Regions from separate parts of the Oryctolagus cuniculus genome. Here region 1 is linked to region 2. The links are chromatin contacts, called in public Hi-C maps. All regions are on one chromosome and are shown on one strand. Each heading gives the region's core, a stretch centred on a gene start, on an enhancer-like site or on the middle of the called end of the contact. The rest is flanking DNA. Distances are from core to core; before and after follow the strand shown. Region 1 holds the start of LOC127482901 (a long non-coding RNA gene). Region 2 has its middle 510 kb from the start of KCNMB2.

Region 1 (4,815 bases), core at 1,729-4,228, 790 kb after region 2:
TTTTTAATCCAATTTTTAAAAGACGCCTATTCAGGCCAACCTACATAGACATGGGACCTCAATTTGGCTCTTAAGCCTCCGGATTGCAAGGCCTGCTCCTGTGCTCCTCAAAGTTCCTTCCCAGGTTCAAGAACTGTTTGTTACATTCCGCCATGAGATGTGCATAGCAACTGAGAATAACATTTAGAAACCTCAGTAACCATTTGACAGAATGATTTTCTGAATCTAATTTTCTGAATCTAATAATAAAAAAATTGGCTTGTGTTTTGTATATTTTTTATTTAATTTTTTTTTAAAGAAAAGAAATCAGCATGCAAGCAATTGGAAATCTTGCCCAGAGATAATTCAAAAAAGCAATGCCGTGGCCTTCATCAAGCCAAAGGATCCATGTGCAGACACTGCCTGTCCCACAGCAGGGTCAGGGCTTTGTAGCTGAATGTCTTCACAGGGACCCCCCCGCAAAGGGGTAACCCTGGGTGAATGAAAATGCGCCCGGTATAACCAGCTGACAAACACGTGACAGTAAAGGCCCTGGGGGTCCCCTCCTTTCCCGCAGAGGATTGTGGGAAATGCCAGTGTCACTCTAACAGGACTCCTTCTACGCCCACCAGGTCCGGGTGCCTCCTCCTCCCCCGACCAGGCCAGGAGGACTGACACTGGAGAGGCACAGGGCATGCTCTGGCACTGATGCTTGTCCAACACGCTGCGCTCCTTTGGAGATCCTCAACATGGTTCCTTTCCACAAATTCTCTTCTCTTCCTTCTCATTTCAGGGCTCTCTGCTAGGCCAAAGCGCCAACTTCCTAATCCCAGGGGTTCTGCCCAAGCCAACCCTCTGGCCTTTGTCCTCCCCTGCCTTGGCAGAAACCCCAGGGCGGCGAGCGCGTTGCCAAGTTTCAAAGCTCAGCACCCTGAACTCGGCAGCTGGTACCCTCGCTTAGCAAGGACCCCTGGATCGGGCAGTTGTGTCTGGCAGGACTTGGGCAAGGGCCAGAGGGTCGGTTGGGTTAGGAAACAGAAGTGCTTAGAGATTTAAGAGACTCTTCCTGCGGAGAACCAAAGAGGCAGACTGGTCTCTAATGAGCTCAGAAAACCCCCAAGCGAGAGAGGCGTCCCCTGGCGCAGGTCCTGGGCACCGCCCCTCCTCCCCACTTCGGTCTCCACAGGCGGAACAGGAACAGGAACACGCATGCACCGAATGGCCTGGAAGGCCTGCTTGGCTGCTCGGGCTCCCCAGCTGCCTCGCCTCGGAAAGGGGAAACGGGGAAGGGACAGGCCTGGGGAAGTGATTTTTAGAAGTGCAAGCCTGGTGGGAGAGTTTTCCTTCGGACCATCTGGAAGGAAGCAGTCATAACCGACTACAAATTCTCCTGAACCGATCAAGTGCACATAGGGAAATTGTTACATTGTTGAGACCCGAGTCTGCTTCGCTTCCGGCGGGAGGGGGGGTGTTTCTATCACTGCCTATGGCGCTGGGCCTGAGGTTCCCAGGGTAGGATGGGGCCAGGCAAGAACAGCTCTGCCCTTGTACTTCTCTGGGCAGCCAGCTCAGGGCTGGCTGCCATTTTTTGCCACTTAAGATACTAAGAAAATCTCAAATGAGGTCAGTCAGCCCTGTGTGTGTGTGTGTGTGTGTGTGTGTGTGTGTGTGTGTGTGTGAAGAAAGAAATCGCCTGTTTGGCCAAATAGAGAAGGTACAGCGTTGTCTAAGTTTTACGGCTGTTTTTTTAAACTCAGGTGTGTGTATGAACAGAACAGTAATCGATAGTTAAGTCATTATATAAGCTGTTTCAAGTACCACAGCCAAGAGGAGGGGGGGATCATCTAAAATACATGAAATTATCTTTAAAAACTCGTTCTAGGAAAAGGAAATGCCAGAGTAGCAACATAAAGGAGTCTTAATTAACAACAAATTAATCTACTTCCCTCCCCCCCCCCAAAAAAAAACTGAGCCACTCTGCACAAGGGAGCCGTTGGGGGAGCAGCCTGCACCGTGGATCTGGGATGTGTTTCCTATGGATGTGTGTTTGCCCAGCATGCGGCTTAAAGAAAAACACAGCCACCAAACCACCCAGCTCAGCCCTGGAGGGAGGAAGAGACCAGGAAGACCTAATCAGCCGTGATGGCGATTACATAAGAGACTCGCACAGGCAAACCCCGAGAGGCTCAGAAGAATCAGCTTTGGGCTCCTGGGCCTAGAAGATGCCTTTCTTTTTTTCCTATGCAAAGATCACTGAAAATGCTTCTGGATGTCTCTGGTAGAAACACAGGTCACTTAAGGATGATTTATAAGTGTGCCCCCAAGCCACAGTGAAGGCTGTATCGATATCTAAAGTGCATCTGCATCCAGCGCAGCAGAAGCTGAGGATCTGCTCCTAATTGGTGCCCAGAAGACGCTCCCCGCCGAGCACCGAGCCTTGCTCCGAGCAGCCGCCCCGCCCGAGGCCTCCAGGCTCCCAGTTCAGGGCCCTTTCTTGGGCAGCCAGAGTGCTCCTCTCTTAGAGAATGCCAGGTACTCTGGAAAGTAGCCGTGTAATAATACACAAACCCCTGATGATGTCAGCGTGTTATTGACTTTCCAAGTCTGAATGACTGAGCAGAGGAGCGGGGGTGGGGCGCGATCCATCCGGCAGCGCGGGGACCGGCCAAGCGAAAATGGGCTCGCGGGCGCGGCGGGGGAGGGGCGCCTTGCAGCCGCTCGGCGCTGGGGCTCTGCCGCCGCCGCGTCGGGGTCGCAGCCGCTGGGGCTTGGGGGGTGGCGGGGTGGGGGGTTCGGGCTCCCGCTCCTCCGACGCTTACGTTTGGTCAAAAACTCTTCAGGCAGAAATAACTGATGCCGCCCCCTCCACCCCCCGCCCTCCGGAAGCTTTTACCACGTGGCAGAGCAGGGCTACAAAGCCGGGAGCGGAGGCACGGGGTGGGGGGAGGGGAGGCCGCCTGCGCCCATCCCCCACCCGCGTGCCCAGCCTCCCCCGTGGGTGCGGGGTCCCGGGGCGCTCTCCGTGGCGGACTTCCTTCTCCAGGTGACCGCTTGGATTTTGCGCCTCAGCGGCGGTGGCATTTTATGGGCCACGATCTGCTTGGTTTATGGAGCCGGCAGTGCAGGTGCAGAGTTATAGGCTCCCGTTCTCACCCTGCAAATGGACCACAGAGCCATCTGTCATCTTCAAGGCTAGGTGTGAACCGGGCCGGGTTGTCCTTAAATGGGATTGCAGTTAAAGGCCGGGATCTGGAGGGACGCTCTCCCAACCAGGGCGTGGCCTTGCCTGCGGTGCCGGGGCCTTGCATTCAGGCCCCGAGCACCCCTCCCCCCACCCCGCGCCCTGCTCGGCGTGGGCTCCTCAGGCCGCATCCCTGCACGCCTCGGGCCCGGGTGGGACCCCGGCCCAACCCGCGGTGTCGGGCTGCCCCTCCCCCAGGGCCGGCCTTCTCCTCCCCGCTGAGCTGGGTGGGTGCGCGCCCTGGGTGGTGCCAGCAGCCCAGAGACTTGGAAGCGCCTGGAAGCAGAATCCTGCTCTGTGGGCTTCTTAGCTGCCTAAGTGTGGGCCGGGTGCTCAACGTCTCTGAGGCCCGCATCTGTGAAATGGGGGCAGCAGCCAGGCCCCTCAGTGACCGTCGTGAGGATTCAGTGAAATCCAGATTTCGCAAGGGACTGGCTTGCCCAGAGTCCAGTCCTGGGCGGCCGGTGAGGCCAGAGCCCCTGCGGTGGTTTCTGAAAACGCACCGGCAGCCCGGCGTCCTCAGCCCTTCCCCCTCCACTCCTGGCTTAGTGGCGCCCCACACCCGCAGTTACAGCAGGAGCCGCTTTGTCGGCGCCGAGAGAGAGTGGGCAGGGAGCCTCCGACCTAAGCTGTACCAGTCGCTGCCCTTCCCCAACCTTGTGGCAGGCAGGGAGTCCGCGAGCAAAGACCTGACACAACACAGGTTTTCTTGGGGGGGATTTTGAAACTGGAAGTGAAAAAACACAGTTTCTGCCCAGGGCTAAAACTGCAAGTTGGTGTATTTAGGAACCTTGTGTATGAGCTGTTTCCCAGCGTGTGTGAAGGCAGGGCTGGGGGCAGGGACAGAGCCCAGTGGGGGCTGATGGAATTGGCGGTTGGTGCATGCTGCCTGCCACGGATGACTTGTGACCACCTACACATTCTCCCTACTGCTTAACCTGATTGGTGTTTTGTTACTTGCAACCCCCAAGCAGTCCAAAATGGCTTTTGTTAGTCTTAACTTGCACAGAATCTTAGTGCAAAACTCACTCCCCACCCCCCACAGTAAACCCCACCCCCACCCCCAGGCAAAGCTGTGTCTTTTGTCCTGCACAGGCTATATAGTTGTCAGTGCCCCATCACCAGGTGCTTAATAAATGCTCTTTAAAATGCATGGAGCCAAGTCTGTGTGGACAGGAAGTGCACCGCTGGCTTTTTGAACAAGAGACTGGCGGGTTAATTTAAAGGGGAAGCAATACTCATCGCGGCGGACTTCAAGAAGCCCATCTTATTCCACCCTAGTGGTAATTAGGGTTCATTCGAGTGAAGAGAAAGAAGGAAACTTTATCCCCTCTAAATTGCATTTAATAAAAATCTTGGAGAAAATGAGTGAATTGTCGCGCTTAATAAGTCCCCCTGGGTTTTGTTGGAAGGAGGCTGAGGTAGTGTACAGTAGTCAACGTTTATGGGACAGCAGATCTGCATTTTATCTGAGCATGAAATGCAGCACTGGCTTAACCTCCTTTTTTTTCCCCCTCATTTGTTTCCAACAGGTTTTTTTCCAGCCCATGAGTCACTTCCAGTCAGATTCAAAGACAAAAGCCTGCTAATTGTGA
Region 2 (4,459 bases), core at 715-3,214:
ATATTTATTACCAGAGAAAGGAATTTAAAAGTGTTCCAGAAGTATTTTGGAAAAAGTATAGCATCTTTGGGCGATACAAGTAGTTTCCCCAAGGGAGCTCTTCAAAGACCTTGGTTGTTTAAAGTCATAAATTCGATTATGTTAGTTAAAAACATTGTCTCTTTATGTAGTAACCATGCCTTATGCATAAACATTGATTGTTTTTGAGTACATGTGTCACTAAAATAAATGGCACTATAATTTTATCTTGACCTTACACCCACATATAAAACATAATAAGGCACTGAATAAATATTTCTGATGAATAAATAATATTTATTGAATATCTAGCTGTTTGTAGAACCATTGCTCAATATTATACAACTCAGCTCAGAAATTATTATTCTATCCTCTTAGGACATTGCAGTTTTCCTTCTTTTTCTGTGAAGAATCAATATTTTCTTCCCTGAAGTTTGTCAATGATGAAGTAATTTCCTATTTGAAAAAAAAAAGATTAAGGAGAAAAGAAACATGTGTGTACACATATTAAATCTTCCACACATTTCCACAATTTTTAGAATAAGAACATAAACAGAGACAGGTACTTAATCTTACACTTAAGATAAGTTAGGATGCCTGGGTCCAATATCAGAGTGTCTGAATCTGACTCCTAGCTCCATCTTCTGATTCCATCTTCCTGCTAATGAATACTTCAGGAAGCAATGATGATGGCTCAAGTAATTGGGTTCCTGCCATTCATGTGGGAGACTCGGATTCAGTTTCCAGCTCCTGGCTTAGATCTGGTCCAGTCCTGGCTGTTTGTGATCTAGTGAATGAAAGCCTTCTCTGTCTCTGTCTGTATGTCTGCCTGTCTTTCTCTCTCGACCTCTCATATAAATAAATAAATTTTAAAAATAACATAATCTTATACAAATTTCTAAGGAACATTATATGTTCTTATTATGAAGTATATAATGATTAAACAACACATGTCTATACAAATATAATTACCTAAACCAACTAGAAAGAAGCAATTTAAATTGCTTTAAATCCTTTACAATTTACAGTACAAAAAAAAACAACAAGGAAATATATTTCTTCCCTTTATCACTCCCAACACTTCTACAGGCCAAAGACAAAGAATCCCTTGCTTCCTTGGCATTATTGAGGCGTGATTATCTACACCTCTGTCTCTAGCTCCTTCCCATGGTGAGAAAAGATTTATTTCATTGGTAATATGATGAGAATTTGAGATCCATTTATGTACATTTTTCTGTGTGACACAATTAAGAAGCTAAACATTGTGATAACTCAATAACAACAGGACAATTAATAGGGTGAAAGAAATCGGTCACTTCTGGAACTGAGAGGAGCAATGCCCAGAGAGTTTATTTCATTTATCAATGGTCACACATAGATAAATTCCTTCTGTATTAGATCAAAGAGTTGTTTGCATCACTCATTGTCATTTTAAAACCAATGGTCCTTGTCTGTATCTTTGTGCTATAAATACAAACTAGAGTGAATGTAGAGAGTCACTTTCTGGGATGCATCCTCTGTCAGTACATCTGAAACTGCCATTAATATTAACAAGAGTCGCCCATCTACATCAAACCGAGAATCAGTTCTTTAGGGATTTTTTTTTTTTTTAAGATTTCTGTGAGAGTTTTGTCTCCAAGAATATTTAAGTTTTTCTCTCTTGTGGAAAACGATTTTTCCCCTGACATTTCAGTGATCACAAGGCAGCTGGTCTCATCTAAAAACAACAACAAAAAGCAAGTGATGGGATGACTGGGGGAAAATGCTAGCCGATGTTTGAGAAGCCTGCAGATTGTGATCATTTTTAAAAGCTTGCAAAACCTAAAGTGATGGACACCAGTGATTTTAAATTTTTTTAAGTGATTGCCATCAAAAGATGGCGCTGTACATGTTTTAATGTGACTACCACTAGACTCAAAGGGTTACTCTAGAGTAAAGATGAAATCTGACATTACTTAGATGAGCTGAAAATACTTATGTGATCCTCTTGTTATAATAAAATCCACCGGTGTTGAAAAAATAGAAATAATCAATGCATGGCTTTAAAAATTCAGTCTCACACATTTAGGGAAAAATTCTACTGCAATACTAAGGCAACTGCTTAGTAGATTCTGAGAAATAGGGGAATAAGAAATGTTATCTTGCTCATTACAAATAGCACTGTATAACCAAAAAGAAGCGAGTTGATTGGAGGAAAAACACTTGGGTGGTCAAAATATCTGAATTAAAATTAATGAACTACATATTTTAGACAGTTCATGATTAACAAATTAGTTAATGATTCTCTATATGGCATGACATCTGTGAGAAAACATCATTGAAATAGAAATATTTTGACAGCAGAATTTAGTGCAATAGCCTCAGGTTGGAGCCACAATTTTGCAAGATAACTAGCATTTGCCTTATCGCAAATGTCTTGAATGTATCACTCTAATTTTGGATTAGAGGCCTCTTTCTCTCTACCAGAAGCAATGAGCAATACCTACCCTACCAAAATAACCTGGTTCTACTCCTATGTCCAAGAATGGCAAAAGCATGCACTATTTTGATACATGGGATGCCCCTGATTTCCTCTCAAATGCAGCCTTGGAAGGTAAGCCATCTTGAAGGCTTTTTTTTAATGTTTAATCTTTTTGACACTTGGCATTTTTCTGGACCCCAAAAGGCACTAATGAGTGTTAGAAATGCCTGTCTAATATTGATCAATGGATTGAAGCTCTTCCCAAGTTCTGTGAAGTACCTGACATTCTTATTATCATTCTTCTATATTTCCAGGTTTCATCATTTTTCCATGATTCAGAATAAGCCTGCCCTAGCTTTTTCAAGGAGTCAAGCTAGAGAATGCAGATTCTGACTGAAATGATTAAAATCTGTAACTGTCTTGTTCTTGTGGAGTACACATTCTACTGGAGAGACCATAAACAGACAAAAAATAGAATGGTTTTATACAGTGATAAATAATCACAGAAATAAGTTAGCTAATTTGATACCAAGTGACTACAGGGAAATATTTTTACATGATGATTTTTTAGAGGATCTGAGATTTCGGCTGACAAAAAGTCAACCTAAGTCAGAAACCACAGCATCTAGGGACAACACCAACTAGTGCAAGACTCCAAGTCAAGAATGAAGTTGAATAATTGGAGGAGCAGAAAAGGATGGTGAGGCTTTTAGGGATAGAAGAATGTGGTGAGTGGATGGCTTGAGGTAGAAAGGTAGATAAGGGGGCCGGTTCTGTGGTGTAGCTGGTAAAGCCGTTGCCTGCAGTTCCAGCATCCCATATGAGCACAGGTTCGAGTCCTGGCTGCTCCACTTCTGATCCAGCTCTCTGCTATGGCCTATGGAAAGCAGTAAAAGATGATCCAAGTCCTTGGGCCCCTGCACCTGTGGGGAAAACCTAGAGGAAGCTCCTGGCTCCCAGCTTCAGATCAGCATAGCTTCTGCCATTTTGGCCAACTAGGGAGTGAACCAGTGAACCAGCAGATAGAAGACTTCTCTCTCTCTCTCTCTCTCTCTCTCTCTCTCTCTCTGCCTCTCCTTCTCTCTGTGTGTAACTCTGAGTTTCAAGTAAAACAAATAAATCTTTTTTTAAAAAAAGGTAGGTAGGAGTCAAATTTAGTACATCTTCATGAACCATAGCTTGAAAGAGAGTATTTTATTCTAGAGACAATGCAATGTGTCAGAAGGCTTTAAGAAAGAAAAATAATACTACCTGATTTGTATTTTTATATGATCGTCCTGGCTTCCATGTGGGAATGAATTACAGATGAGGTATTAGAGCAGATGTGGAATAATAAGATCTTTAAAGATATTGGTTACATGCATTTTGCCATTGATAGACAACGCAGACAAAACCAAAGTTAATAATATTAAGATGTATAAATTTGGATATATTTGTGATAAGCTTTGGAGATATGATCCATAGAACCTGCAGAAGACAAAGGGGAAATCAAAATGATTAATTTATTGAGTTGGAAATTCCCAATTTAGATTATCCTTATCCATATCAGGATTTCACGTGTGATGGTTGACCTGATGTTGCTAGTATTCTATTCAGTCCCTTTTCACATCAAACTCTCCCAGTGATTTCGTTTTTGCTTTTGTTTTATAATTAAGCCCTCCTGGCTGTCACTCTAATATGCCTAGAGAGAGATTCTCTAAAAAATGTGATGAGGTTCAACTCTCATAACTCCTCACGCACCCTGATTCTTTCTAAGGTCTTAGGAAGAGTCCTAGCAATGTGTACACTCTGCCATATGGTTTTATAAAACTTGCAAAACTAAGAGAGTCTTACTAGATTCAGATCCTGTCAAAGTTTCATCAAATTTTCTTCCAGTGCATGGCCTTAAAGGGCCCATGCATCCAACGTGGGGAGTTTAAAAGAAGAATAATTTAATTTAATTCCTGTGGTATCTGTTGTTACACTTCCTTTTTCTTTTTT

What was found. Hi-C and Micro-C count contacts between places; a contact is called where the count stands out from the background.
Region 1: a contact with region 2 is called in a Hi-C map of an unstated tissue, with 3 times the contacts expected there. The contact joins two enhancer-like sites. A contact is called at or near these places in 2 of 6 Hi-C or Micro-C datasets (psoas muscle and an unstated tissue).

The regions. Positions count from the first base shown.
Region 1 is chr4:102,564,348-102,569,162 of mOryCun1.1, forward strand. LOC127482901 (a long non-coding RNA gene) reads right to left here and starts at 113. Exons shown (of 3, transcript XR_007908806.2): 1 at 1-113. Within about 2 kb of position 2,979, at least 4 of the 8 cell types and tissues checked have an H3K27ac peak or open chromatin away from gene starts, as enhancers often do.
Region 2 is chr4:101,774,892-101,779,350 of mOryCun1.1, forward strand. No RefSeq gene overlaps it. Among named protein-coding and RNA genes, the nearest start is that of KCNMB2, 510 kb to the left of the region's middle. Within about 2 kb of position 1,965, at least 1 of the 8 cell types and tissues checked has an H3K27ac peak or open chromatin away from gene starts, as enhancers often do.